3 separate regions of the Sus scrofa genome follow, and all the other regions are linked to region 3. Evidence: chromatin contacts called from public HiChIP or PLAC-seq data. All regions are on one chromosome and are shown on one strand. The core of a region is the stretch at or near the end of the contact, and the rest is flanking DNA. Distances in the headings are between cores, read along the strand shown.

Evidence for each region. HiChIP or PLAC-seq counts read pairs in DNA pulled down with a chosen protein or histone mark.
Region 1: an H3K27ac HiChIP or PLAC-seq map of alveolar macrophages shows a contact between it and region 3. The contact joins the promoter of TBC1D10B here to the promoter of SPN in region 3. A contact is called at or near these places in 1 of 5 promoter capture datasets (liver), 2 of 47 Hi-C or Micro-C datasets (epiblast stem cells and liver) and 1 of 2 datasets of contacts at active chromatin or transcription factors (alveolar macrophages).
Region 2: an H3K27ac HiChIP or PLAC-seq map of alveolar macrophages shows a contact between it and region 3. The contact joins the promoter of SEPT1 here to the promoter of SPN in region 3. A contact is called at or near these places in 2 of 47 Hi-C or Micro-C datasets (embryonic fibroblasts and epiblast stem cells) and 1 of 2 datasets of contacts at active chromatin or transcription factors (alveolar macrophages).

What each region holds. Positions count from the first base shown.
Region 1 is chr3:17,942,477-17,946,691 of Sscrofa11.1, reverse strand. It overlaps TBC1D10B (TBC1 domain family member 10B), which reads right to left and starts at 1,781. Exons shown (of 10, transcript NM_001244423.1): 1 at 1,635-1,781; 2 at 779-1,632. The coding sequence starts at 1,745.
Region 2 is chr3:17,923,032-17,926,734 of Sscrofa11.1, reverse strand. SEPT1 (septin 1) reads right to left here and starts at 2,084. Exons shown (of 12, transcript NM_001244989.1): 1 at 2,011-2,084. It overlaps ZNF48 (zinc finger protein 48), which reads left to right and starts at 1,142. Exons shown (of 3, transcript XM_003354537.4): 1 at 1,142-1,348; 2 at 1,492-1,585; 3 at 3,115-3,703. The coding sequence starts at 1,507.
Region 3 is chr3:17,976,732-17,980,426 of Sscrofa11.1, reverse strand. SPN (leukosialin) reads right to left here and starts at 1,696. Exons shown (of 2, transcript XM_005655097.3): 1 at 1,566-1,696; 2 at 1-1,167. The coding sequence starts at 1,681.

The sequences.
Region 1 (4,215 bases), core at 532-3,031, 34 kb after region 3:
AGCAGGCTCGAGGGGTACAGGAACAAAGGGCAGGATCCAAAGAGAGGGAAGGAAGAAGTCAAAAGCAATCACACCCCCACCTTAGGAGTGACTCAGGCCCCTGGAAGGAACTAGGAAAGAGTACGCTGGGCTGGGGAGATGAGGAAATGGGGAAGAGGCCTCCCCCACTCCTTTCCTTCAGTGAAAACACAAGACTGCCCTTCTGTTGCACAGAAGGCCCTGCCTTCAGAGTCTCCCCTCCATCAAACAGACTTCCCCACCTCACCATCCAGCAGACCTAGGGCAATGGGGGAGAGGAGGCGCCTACATCCCTCCAGACGGTCCCCCTAAAAGAGACAGGACCAGAACCCTTGTCCAGCCAAACCTCCAAAATATGTTTCCTGTAGCTGGAGTTTCCATCAAGGAGCTGGGCCAACCTGAGCTATGGTCTCACTCAACCTTTCACTTCACAAAAGAGGAAAGAGAGGCAGGGAAATGGGGGACGGTCCTAACTCGATGGCACACAACAAACCAAAGGCAAGGCTTGGGCTCAACCCTAGAACTCCTAACACCTGGTCTGAAACTAACAGGCTGGAGCCACAGAAACCGCAGGACGCTCTAGGCAAGATAGGGATTGCTAAGCATCTCATTCCCACTGATCACCCCCTGGAGCCTCAGAGGAGGATGGGGCTGCCAGAGAGTAGGCAAGGTGTATCATCCGAGTCCCTCCACCCCCACCACCTCCACCTCCACCTCCAAAAACCTCTGCTTCCCTGAGGCGGTCCCACCGGGTACTCACAGACTGCCTGAATACTGGCTGCCCCCAAGGAAGCCGTATTTGTCCGTCTTGCGCAAGGCCAGCCCATTTATCTCCGAGTCTGAGCCCATGGAGCTCACATCATCCGCCAAGGACTCCAAGGTCCCAGACATGAGGCTCACAGAGTCCAAGTAGCTCAGCGTGTCTGGGGCCTGCCCTCGAGGCCCAGAGATGCCAGGTCCCAGGCTGGACGTGGAGCCTAGATCCTGAGAGTTTTCAGTAGGCTCTGGAGCTGGGGTCACCATCACGACAGCTACCTGAGCCTCACATGTCCCTGGAGGGCCTGTGCCAGGCCCCGAGGGGTCCTCTGGAGCCTGTCCCGTTGATGCTGATGTTGCTGCTGCAGCTCCATGTCTACTTGTCACCTGTCCTGGTGTCACTGCTGCCACCCGTGCAGTCACTCCTGAGGCCACTGTGGTTCCCGGCTTGGGGGCAAGCGGGGGTTTGGCGGTCAGGGCCCCAGGAGCCGTTCTTGAAGGGGTCCTGGTGAGGGTCCCGGTGGGGGTACCTGGTCCAGGATCGGGTGAGGTTCTAGCCTCCTCCGTCTTCGGAGAGTCTGCCCCTGGGGCCAGAGCCGTGGACATCTCGGCTCCTGCCACAGCCTCGGGCTCCAAGGGCTCTGGGCCGGAGACCTGCGCCCTCGGGGCGTCGGGTGAGGCCTCCAGAGTCGGCACCACCGCCGTGCTGCCTGCGACCGTCGGAGCGGGGGCGGGAGCGGGAGCCGAGGCCGGAGCCGAGTCTGAGGTCTGGGTCGGATCCGGTACCCATGCGGGCTGCGCCTCCCCCGGGGCCACCAAGTTGACCGGGGCCGAAGTGGCCGTAGTCACCGGCGGCCCGGAGCTACCACCACGAAGGGCCCGGCCCGGGAGCCGCGGGGCGGCGGCGAGGGGGCCGCGGGGGCGCCATGACGGCGCGGTGGGGCCACCAGGGGCGCCGGGCCCGTCTCCATGACCGCAGGCCGCCCCTCACATCCCCCCGCCGGGGCGGCCGCAAAAGGCGCCGCCCCTCAGGCCGCTCCGCGCCGCCCGCCAAGGAAGGGGAGAGGGCGAAGGGCGCGGCCCGGCGCGCTCCGGGGTCGGGGGCAGCGCGCGGGCGGCAGCCCAGCGCACGGAGGCGGGGCAGGGGTCCGGGGGCGCCAGGCGGCGGGGTCTCACTCGCGCTCTCTCAGCCCTCTCGCTCTCTCGCTGCCGCCCCCCCTCCCGCTTCGGGCAAGCGGCCGACCTCGCGCCTGCGCACACGCCCGGGTGCCGGCCAAGCGGCCAGCGTTTCGACGTTCCACGCCTGCGCGCGGGCGGTCCCATCGCGCTCCTTTTCTCTACCGCCTTAGTCAAAGCGCTTGGACGAATAATAGGAGAGAGGGAACTGGGTTTCTGCCAATCGTTGGAGGGTGGGTGGGGCTGGAGGTGGGAAGGGGGTGGGTAATTTGGGAAGAGGAAATGGAGAAGGCAGAGGGCTATAAAACCAATGAGAGGACGAGTGAAGGCAGCGGGAGGCAGGATGAAGGGAGTAACTAATAAGAAAGCGGGAAGCCGAACCTCTTGGCCAATTAAAGCCTCTGGAGAGTGAATGACTGGGGGAGGAGGCGGGTGCTGTGCAAAAAGAGGCGGGCCTGGCTAATAGGAATGGTTAAAAAGGGAGCCAATGAAAAGAAGCAGGCGGAGGTCAACTTGACAGACAGCGATATCTATTTAGGCGGCGCCAGACGGCATCCGCAGTCAGTAGGAGCTGAGATATTCTTTAGGTCTCCCAAGAAGGTCAGGAAGGAATGACAGCTGGAAGGGGCGGGCCACAGTTGCGATTAATTCGCTACATCAGCCAATGAATGCGTCCTCTCACTTTAGCAACAGGGGAGGAAGATAGACGGCTGTCTCACCCAATGGCAGCTTCCAAAGAGAAGGCGTGCTGCCAGCAGGCGGTGCCGGGCCGGAGATATCGGTGACAATCGGAGACTAGCGCGGGAGGGGGGTGACAGCTGGGGACAGCGCAGACAGAGGGCGGGGGCTAGGGGCTTTGGTACAACCCCTAGACAATAAGAGCGCCAGGCTGCTCTGCCTGAGTCGACTCTTGGGCCCCATTCTCCGAGCCCACTACAGATCCGTGCCCTGATCAAGTACTCTTGACCTTCACTCCGTCTCTAATTGTCATCTCAGCCCGCAAGAAACCGCAACGCTACAAGCCCAGGCGGCTATAACCAGAGCCCCAAAATCCTATAAGCGACTCATCTCTCTGCATCCGCCATTTCCTACGGGAATCCCAACCCCCAAGTCCCTCACCTCAGCTCCATCTATCTGAGCTCCTCCCCAGAATCCGGGGCCGCCGTGAGTGCTGCCTCCATTCTAGTGGGGATCCCAGACTCCAAATCGTGAATTCCAATACCATAAACTCCCATATCTGTGTGTTTATTCTTTGGGGGACCCAAAACGCACTCCATCGGCTCCTCTCCCCTCACTGACACACCTCTCTGTGCTCAACCTCTGCTAAGAAATCAGACCCCAACCTCATGAGCCCCCCAGGCTACCCCAGACCACGAACACAAAGCCCTGTCTTTACCAGCCCCTCCTCTTTCTATCTCCCATTGCCCTGAGCCCCAGGATTCAGGATGTAGCCCCAGGGGGGCTCTGATTTCCATACAAAGCCCACCATCCTGAAATTTCAGCCAGTTCCCTGGTTTCTGAGTTCTCTGAAGCTCCTTACTCCCAGCTCAGACTCAGATCCTGTGAACTCCAGTGCTGCTCCAGATCTCCTTCTCAACTTCCTTGCTTTTCATTTGACCTGAGCTTCCTGAGCTCTTCCCCCATTCCCCTCTTTGGAGTTCTCCTCCCCTCCCAGAACCAGTAATAAGTGGGCTTCTCCCTGGACCTGGACCCCCATGGTAACCATATAAGGTGAGGCAGCTGTCGACTGAGGCAGGGAGGGACCAGTGCAGGAGGCCAAGGGCCGCTGCTAAGTTTAGGGTGGCTCCTTCTCTCTTCTTAGAGACAACAGGTGGCTGGACCGCTGTGCCCAGAAAAGAAAATGTCTTAGAGACATTGGCATGAGGCCGGAGTCAGGGGCGGGGAGGAGGCAGCTTCCTCAGGACATTAGGCCCTAGAGGGAGCAGGAGGAGGAGGAGATGAGTGTCCTTGCCAACCCTGGGCCTTCTGGGGCTTCCTCAGCCACTATTTCCCAAGACCACCACTGCGTGGAATGGGACTAGGGTACAGAGGCCCAGAGGGGTAGGAGAGAATACCTTAAAATCACACACATCAGCCAAGCCGGTTCTTGCCCAGATTGGAGAGAGAAGCCATTTGCCATCCCAGCCACCCGGGAGAAGGTGACCAGTTAGCTTCTCTCTTGGTGTCTTTGACTCCTCTCCTCTGAGTTCCAACTTTCACACCACTATCCACAAAAGTGTTATGGACTCATACTAGACCATGTCC
Region 2 (3,703 bases), core at 835-3,334, 54 kb after region 3:
AAACCACACTCACATGTGTTCCATCTCTTTATCAAACTCTAGGCATGGCACGGAGGTGCTAATACATGGGAATTAACACACAAGACTTGGTTACTCCCCTCCCTCAGTACATGGGCTGCAGACACTTCCAGGCGCCCCACGGCCTCCTCAAAGGCAAGCCTGCCCAGAGTACAGATACGCAGCTCCAGCTGGGCCCCATCAAGCGGGGAAGCAGGGTTTAATGCTTTAGCCTCTGCCTGGCCTTTGCCTTTGTCGGCCGTCAAGCCATTCCTAGTCTCCCCATGGCCTCTTTGTGCTCGGTCTCTCTGTCTCTGCCTGTTTCACTGTCTTTGTTTCCTCTGTTTCCTCTGTCTCTGGGCCGGTTTCTTTCCAGGTTCCCTGCCTTTTCTTGCAGTTCCTCAGCCTCTGCTTCAGGGACTTTGTCTCTTCTCTGTTTTTACATCTCTTTGTTTTTGGTGGCCCATCTTTTGCTCCAGTGTTTTTGGTCGGCTGCAGTTTTTTGGTCTCTCTGCCTTTGCAAGCGCTCTAACTTAGGGCTCTTAGGTAAGGACTTCGTGAGTCCCCGGGCGCAGGTCTGACTCCATCGGCCCGCCTCTGCCCAGCAGTTATCTGGCGTCTGCCTCTGGCTTCTGCTCGCGTCTCGGTCTTCCCCAGCTCAGCCCAGCCCAGCCTCCACCCCCGACCCTCGATCTAGCCGACCGGCCCCGCTTTGTTTCCTGTGTCTCGGCGCCCCGCCCCCGCCCCGTCTGGGGTCTCCGCCGCCCTCTGCCGCCCTTTGTTTGCTTCGGTCTTTCCCCCACCCCTTTCCCTGGGTCCGTCTTTGGATCTCTCTTTGTCTCTCCCGGCCGAGGTGGTTGGCACTGTCGGCCAGCTCCGGAGGTCCGCGCGGGTGGCCCGATACAGCGACAATTAGGAAGAGTCTTCGGCCCTCGGCACCCAGCTTCAGCCCAGGAGGCACACGGTTAATACCACCGAGTTCGGGCAACTGTCCGCGGCTCAGAGTAGCCCGCTCTGCGGCACACGGCTGCCCGCCGGCCACCGAGCCCCGAGGACGCAGGCGGCCCCCACAGGCGTGCAGCTCCTCCAAGGTCCTAGAGCGGCTCGGTGCCGCCCGGCGCTTCCGCTTCCCGTCCCCGCCCCCGGCAGCAGCCTCCGGGACGCCTGGGTCCGAGCCCCCTCCCCGCTTGGCGCGGAGCCCGCATCCCCGAGCCCCCGGCGGCTCGGGCACCGGAGCCCCGCCGAGGAGCTCCGCAGGGCGCCGGGGTGGCGGCGGCGGCGGCGGCCGGAGGGGAAGGGGGCAGCCGCGCACCGGAAGGAGCAGCAGGTGCAGGGGCGACCGGCGGCGCGGGTAAGGGTCACCGAGAGCCGCGCCCCGCATCTCGGACCCGGACGCTGCCCGGTGCCCGCGCCGGCCGGCAGAGGGCAGCGGCTGGGCGCCAACGTCCGCACATGGCTGTGTGACCGTGGAATTGTGTCTGTCCCTTTGCTCAGGGCGGCCTGCCGGCGATGGAGCGCGCGGTGGGGTCCTGGGGCCCCGATCTCCGTGGCCCAGACGACAGGGAGCAGCTGAGAAGCGCCCGCACAGGTGAGGGCCGAGGCGGTGCGCCGACTTGGGCAGGTAATGGCCGGGTGGGGACTCCAGTGCTGGCCTCTGCCGGGCCCAGACCCGGAAAAATCGGACTTGAACTGGGCTTCCAAGGGAAGAAGGGGAGGGGAGCAAAAGCCCAGGGAGGGAGCCGGTGTTTCTGAGCACCTACTGTGCACCAGGCTGTGAAGAGCATCATTTCAAAGACTCTCTCCCCATCCTCTAGTCATCACCATCCTCGCTGTCTCTGCCCTGTCCCAGCCATTGTAACAGCCTCTCCAAAGCCCTTTTCTCTCCAGTGATGCGCTGAGCAGCCACACTGATCTGAGTTCAGATCTAATCCTGCCTGCCTTCCCCAAAACTGTCCCTAGCTCCCTCTGCCTATTAATTAAAAGCGTTAGCCTAGTGTTCAATGCAGACCTTACCTACTTAATCTAGTCCCAACATCCCTTTCCAGCAGGATCTTCCATTCCTTTCCATGGTTTACTCTTTCCTCTTCTGTGAAAGCCCAGCCCTATCTTTTGATTTCCTCTCTCTGGTGACAGCACAGTCATTCTGAGCCTGCAATTATAATTATCTGTGCTTCATCTTGTCTCTCCTACCAACCCTAAGTATCTTGAGGGACGGGTGTGTGTCTGGGTCCTCTCAGGGACATAGAAGATGACTGAAATAATAAATTACAGAATAGGCTAGTATAAAGAAGAAACAATGTAATGAGCAAACACTGGGTTTTCCAAATAGAGACTCTATAATGTAGGGCTTAACACAGGCGTGGGAATCAGACAGACCTGAGTTAGAAACCAGGCTTTGCTACTTTCTAACCTTTATAATCTTGAGCAAGTGACTTAAATTCTCTGAGCCACCATGTCTGTAAAATGGGGATAATAACAGTATTCCCTCCTAGGATTATTTGCAAGGATTCAGTAACACTTAGTTAAGGTATCGGTGGGAGTTCCCTGGCAGCCTAGTGGTTAGGAGGTGGAGCTTCAGTCCCTGGTCTAGGAACTGAGATCTCCCATCAAGCTGCCATCTGCTGCTGTGGCCAAAAAGAAGTAAAGAGTTCCGGAGTTCCCGTCGTGGCGCAGCGGAAACGAATCCGACTAGGAACCATGAGGTTGCGGGTTCGATCCCTGGTCTTGCTCAGCGGGTTAAGGATCCAGCGTTGCCGTGAGTTGTGGTGTAGGTCACAGACTCAGCTCGGATCTGGCATGGCTGTGGCTGTGGCGTAGGCCGGCAGCTGTAGCTCCGATTGGACCCCTAGCCTGGGAACCTCCATACGCCGCGGGTGCGGCCCTAAAAAGACAAAAAAAAGAGAAAGAAAAAAAACGATACTGGCACACATGAAGAGTGTGGTAGAAGGCAGTTACTGTTACTGAGGCAGAGACAATCATAAATGCTTTAGAAATTCAGAGAGAGCGAGAGAGATCCTTGTGACTGCAGATGGTCAAGGACGCCTTCCCGGGGAGGTTGTTAGGAAGACAGGGGCTGAGGCAAAGGACAGGGTCTACCACTCCCTTTTCTTTCCCCAGGTCTGGGGAGTGAGAATGTGGCGATGTCTCAACCGGATGAGTTTGCACATGGCCCACAAGAAGATGACTTGGGCTTCAAGGAAGAGGAAGATTTGGCCCCAGGCCATGAAGTAGGAAGTGCCTCTCTCAAACCCGAGGGCATCCAGACCTGGGATGACTTGTGGGTCCAGAGAGAGGGACCTGGAAAACCTCAGGCTCGGGACAGAGGCCCTCGGCTCCTGGGAGAACCACGCTGGGGCCAGGCTAGTGATCGGGCCGCCGTGTGTGGCGAGTGTGGCAAGAGCTTTCGCCAGATGTCCGATCTGGTGAAACACCAGCGGACCCACACAGGGGAGAAGCCGTACAAGTGCGGGGTCTGTGGCAAGGGCTTTGGGGATAGCTCTGCTCGGATCAAACACCAGCGGACTCATAGTGGTGAAAAGCCCTACAGAGCCCGGCCACCGGCCCAGGGCCCCCCAAAGATTCCGCGGTCCAGGATCCCTGCTGGTGAGCGCCCCACTATCTGTGGTGAATGTGGCAAGAGCTTCCGACAGAGTTCTGACCTGGTGAAACACCAGCGGACACACACAGGGGAGAAGCCCTACAAGTG
Region 3 (3,695 bases), core at 447-2,946:
GACCCAGCCTTTATCTCCTCCAGCGCCAAGGAGCCCTGGCGAGACTTCCGTTTCCCAAAGAAAGTGGTGAGCGTGGGTCGCTGGCCAGGCCCCTCCCCCTGGGGAGCCCCAGAGTCCTTGTTGCCCCCAGATGCTCCCTCTGGTGACATGGCCTCCTCATCGGACACCTGGGCTCGCCCAGCCCAGGCATCTACGACCCCATTGCGGTTTCCACCTCTGCTTAGTGTCAGGACTCCTGTCTTCCGCTTCTGCCGCTGGCGCCATAGCAGGAGTAGTACCACGAGGACAATGACCACCAGCAGGGCCACAAGCACGGCTACCAGCATGGTGCCATTTGTCCTCTGACCTGAATTTTGGGGGGAGCTACTGCTTGTGTCTACGGTGGATATTCCTACCCCAAAGATGGGGTCAGTGGTCTTCATAGAGGTCTCCCTGGTGACAGGGGGTCCACTGGTCCCCTTGGAAGTCGTTAGCAAGCCAGTTTCAATGGTGACAGGGGGTCCACGGGTCACAACGGAGGTCTTCGAAGACCTAGTTGCCATGATGACAGGGGGTCCAGTGGTTCCACTGGAGGCCACCAGAGAGCTGGTTGCCGTGGTATTAGGAGGTCCACTGGTCCCATCAGAGGTCTCCAGAGAGCTGGTTGCCGTGGTGACAGGAGGTCCACTGGTCCCATCAGAGGTCTCCAGAGAGCTGGTGGTCATGGTTTTACCAGTCACAGTGTGCAACCCCAGGGAGCTCATTCCTGAGACAGCAGGTGTATTGGCTGCATCAGAGATCTCCAGGAGCATGGATTTCCTGTTGGTGGAAACTTCCTGGGAGAGTACTGACCTGGGGAGAGGAAGGCCACTGCTGGCAGCAATGGAAATCCCGGGGGAGGACACCTCTTCAGCTGGGTAGGGAGTTGAGGAAGGCAGGAAGATCTGATGCCCAGGGCTGTTACTTTCCTCAGGGAGCTCAGTTGTTGAAAGACTGGATGCTTCTGAGTTGATTTCGGGGGTCCCAGAGACAGAGACCAAAGGAAAAGGGGACCTTGCGGGTTCAGACATCTGCAAAGCAGTCGTGCTCTCTGGAAGCTCTAGGCTTGCCACTGGGGCCCAGACGCTCCCAAAGAAGAGGAAAAGCGGGATCATTTTCAAGGCGACAGGCATGAGCAGGAGTTGGGACCTGAGGGTGGGGAAACCGGAGAAAGAGAACACATAAGAACCTGGGGTGGGGGGAGGACCTAGCCAGGCCCTCTCCCCGCCCTTGCCCACTTCCCTGCCAACTGCCAGGCCGAACTCTGCGGTTCAACGGCTTTTTCCACCCCTGCTTGTACTCGTATCAGAAAGTACAAGATGCTGGCGGTTCCCCCATCAACTCTCTCCCTAGGTCCCCTCAGCCTGCCTTGGCAGCTTGTGCTCCAGCAAAGGCCACCCCCTCCCCACCTGTCCCAACCGTGGGCAGCCTCAGTGGCTCCACAGTCTCCTTTTCCATTATCCATCAAGGTCTTTTTCAAGCCAGAAGCACATCCCCAGGTGCACTGGGGCTGCTGCTCCACCAAATCACACCCCTTACCAGCTCACCTGATAAGGGCGAGGTTGCGGCCAGGCTGCTCCAACTCCTCTTGAAGCTGGGGCAAGACTGGTGGCCAGGGCCCCAGGGGGAAAGGAAATGGCCCTGGCTCCACCCACCCCAGCATCCTGCCCCACCCTCCTGCTCCTACATTGGCGGGCTATGAGCAAGGCATCGCTTTTTCAGGGTCTGAGATGGTGGGGGACTCTGGGGCAGGTGGGAATGGTGGGTGGGATCTGGAATGGGGTTCCTCGTTCTCAGTTGGGAAATGTGATAGCAGAGGGTGAAGCTGGGATAGGGGTGAGAGTGGGTGGAGGGGTGGAACTGTGTGGTTGAGAATGGGGGGTGCGGAGGAGGAGCTGGGAGGGGAAGGTGGTTTCCTTTGCATTTGTGGTCCCCAAGCTGTTAGGCCAGGACCCAAGGCTAGCACTTTTTCTGCCCCAAGAGCTCCCAGGAAGTACCAGGGTGCGAGGAACTCCCTCCCTCTGGCTGGGGGCAGTGAAAGCCTTCGCAGGTTGTAGGAAAATCCTGGTGGGCTCTTGACTTCTCGAGAAGCTGGAGTGGGCTGGTGTCACCACAGTGGCCCCCAGTCATGGGATGCCTGACTAAATCGAAGTGGTTCTTAAGCACGCTATACGCTACGATCTTATTTTTGCAGAAGACTAATAAAAATGTGGGAGTCAACACTGATGACAGTCTGGAAAGGTATCTACTGAGGTATTACCACGTTTCTTTGGGTACGTCTGGGTAGGGAGTTCTTTAGTTTCTGCCTTGGATAGTTGTTCTTTTCTCACTTTCGTTGAACGTGTAAGCTTGGGCTTTCGGTACGTGTGTGGTTTTTTGTTTTGTATTCTGCCTTTCTCGAAAAAAATCAAAACCGATTATGTCACAAAAGTAATAATACATGTCCGTGAGAGATGATTAAAAGAAGCCAATGTCACAGCCCGGGATCGAACCGAACTCATGAGCTAAGAGTTAGTCCGACAAAGATGTGCGATTCCTAGGTCAGAGACGCAGGCATCCGCGCCTCATGGCTAAGCAAGCAGCAGAAGCACCGTGTCTGCTTCAGTTCCTCTTGCCTCTGAGTCCCACAGGGGTGACGGCGAGGGGTTTGCACGGCAGCTGAGCTTGGAGAATTTTCCTCTTTTCGAGGAGGTGGTTAGCAAGCCTGCTCTTTGTCCCAAAAGGAGACGTTACTTCATCCTCAGAGTTACTCACTGCGAACACAATCTTGAGCAACCCCCTGAATAGAGAGCATCTGGGACCGTGCCTTGCTGGCAGAGGAGCAGGAGTGTGCAGGGCTGCTCAGGGCTGCGGTGGATTGGCTTTCCCAACAGGCAGGAATTGAAAAGTGACAAAGCTCCTCTACCACCACCGCCAGCTATGCCCTAGTAACGATAAGTCTGGATGCATATACACAGGCATATTCTTTTTTTTCCCCAATACGTTATTATTTTTTTTCTACTGTACAGCACGGTGATCCAGTTACACGTACATGTGTACATTCTTTTATCTCACATCATCGTGCTCCATCATAAGTGACTAGACATTGTTCTCATATACATGTATAGGCTAGTATTAGGTTTTATCATGCATACTGCTCCACACTTTTTTTTTAAAAAAACGGAACAATAGGAAAGAAGGAAGGAAGGAGAGAAGGGAGGGAGGGAGGAAACCTTTCCATTGTCAGACATTACGTTGTTTCAACATTTTGCTCCTGCAAACAGAAATGTAGGAGTAGGGGTTTCCGTTGTGCCTCGGTGGTTAAGGAACCTGACTAACATCCATGAGGACACGGGTTTGATCTCTGGCCTCGCTCAGTGGGTTAAGGATCCGGCATTGCCGTGAGCTGTGGTGTAGGTCGTAGATGTGGCTCAGATCCTGCGTTGCTGTGGCTACAGCTCCGATTGGACCCCTTGCCTGGGAACCTCCATATGCAGTGGGTGCTACCCTAAAAAGACAAAAAGACCAAAAGAAAGAAAAGAAAGAAAGAGAGAAAGAAAGAAACATAGAAGTAATTGGCTGCAAAGTAATTGGAGGTTTAAAAAAAATTTTTTTTTGGCTGCACAAGTAGCATGCAAAAGTTCCAGGCCAGCAGTCGAACCCATGCAGCAACCTGAGACACAGCAGTGACAACACTG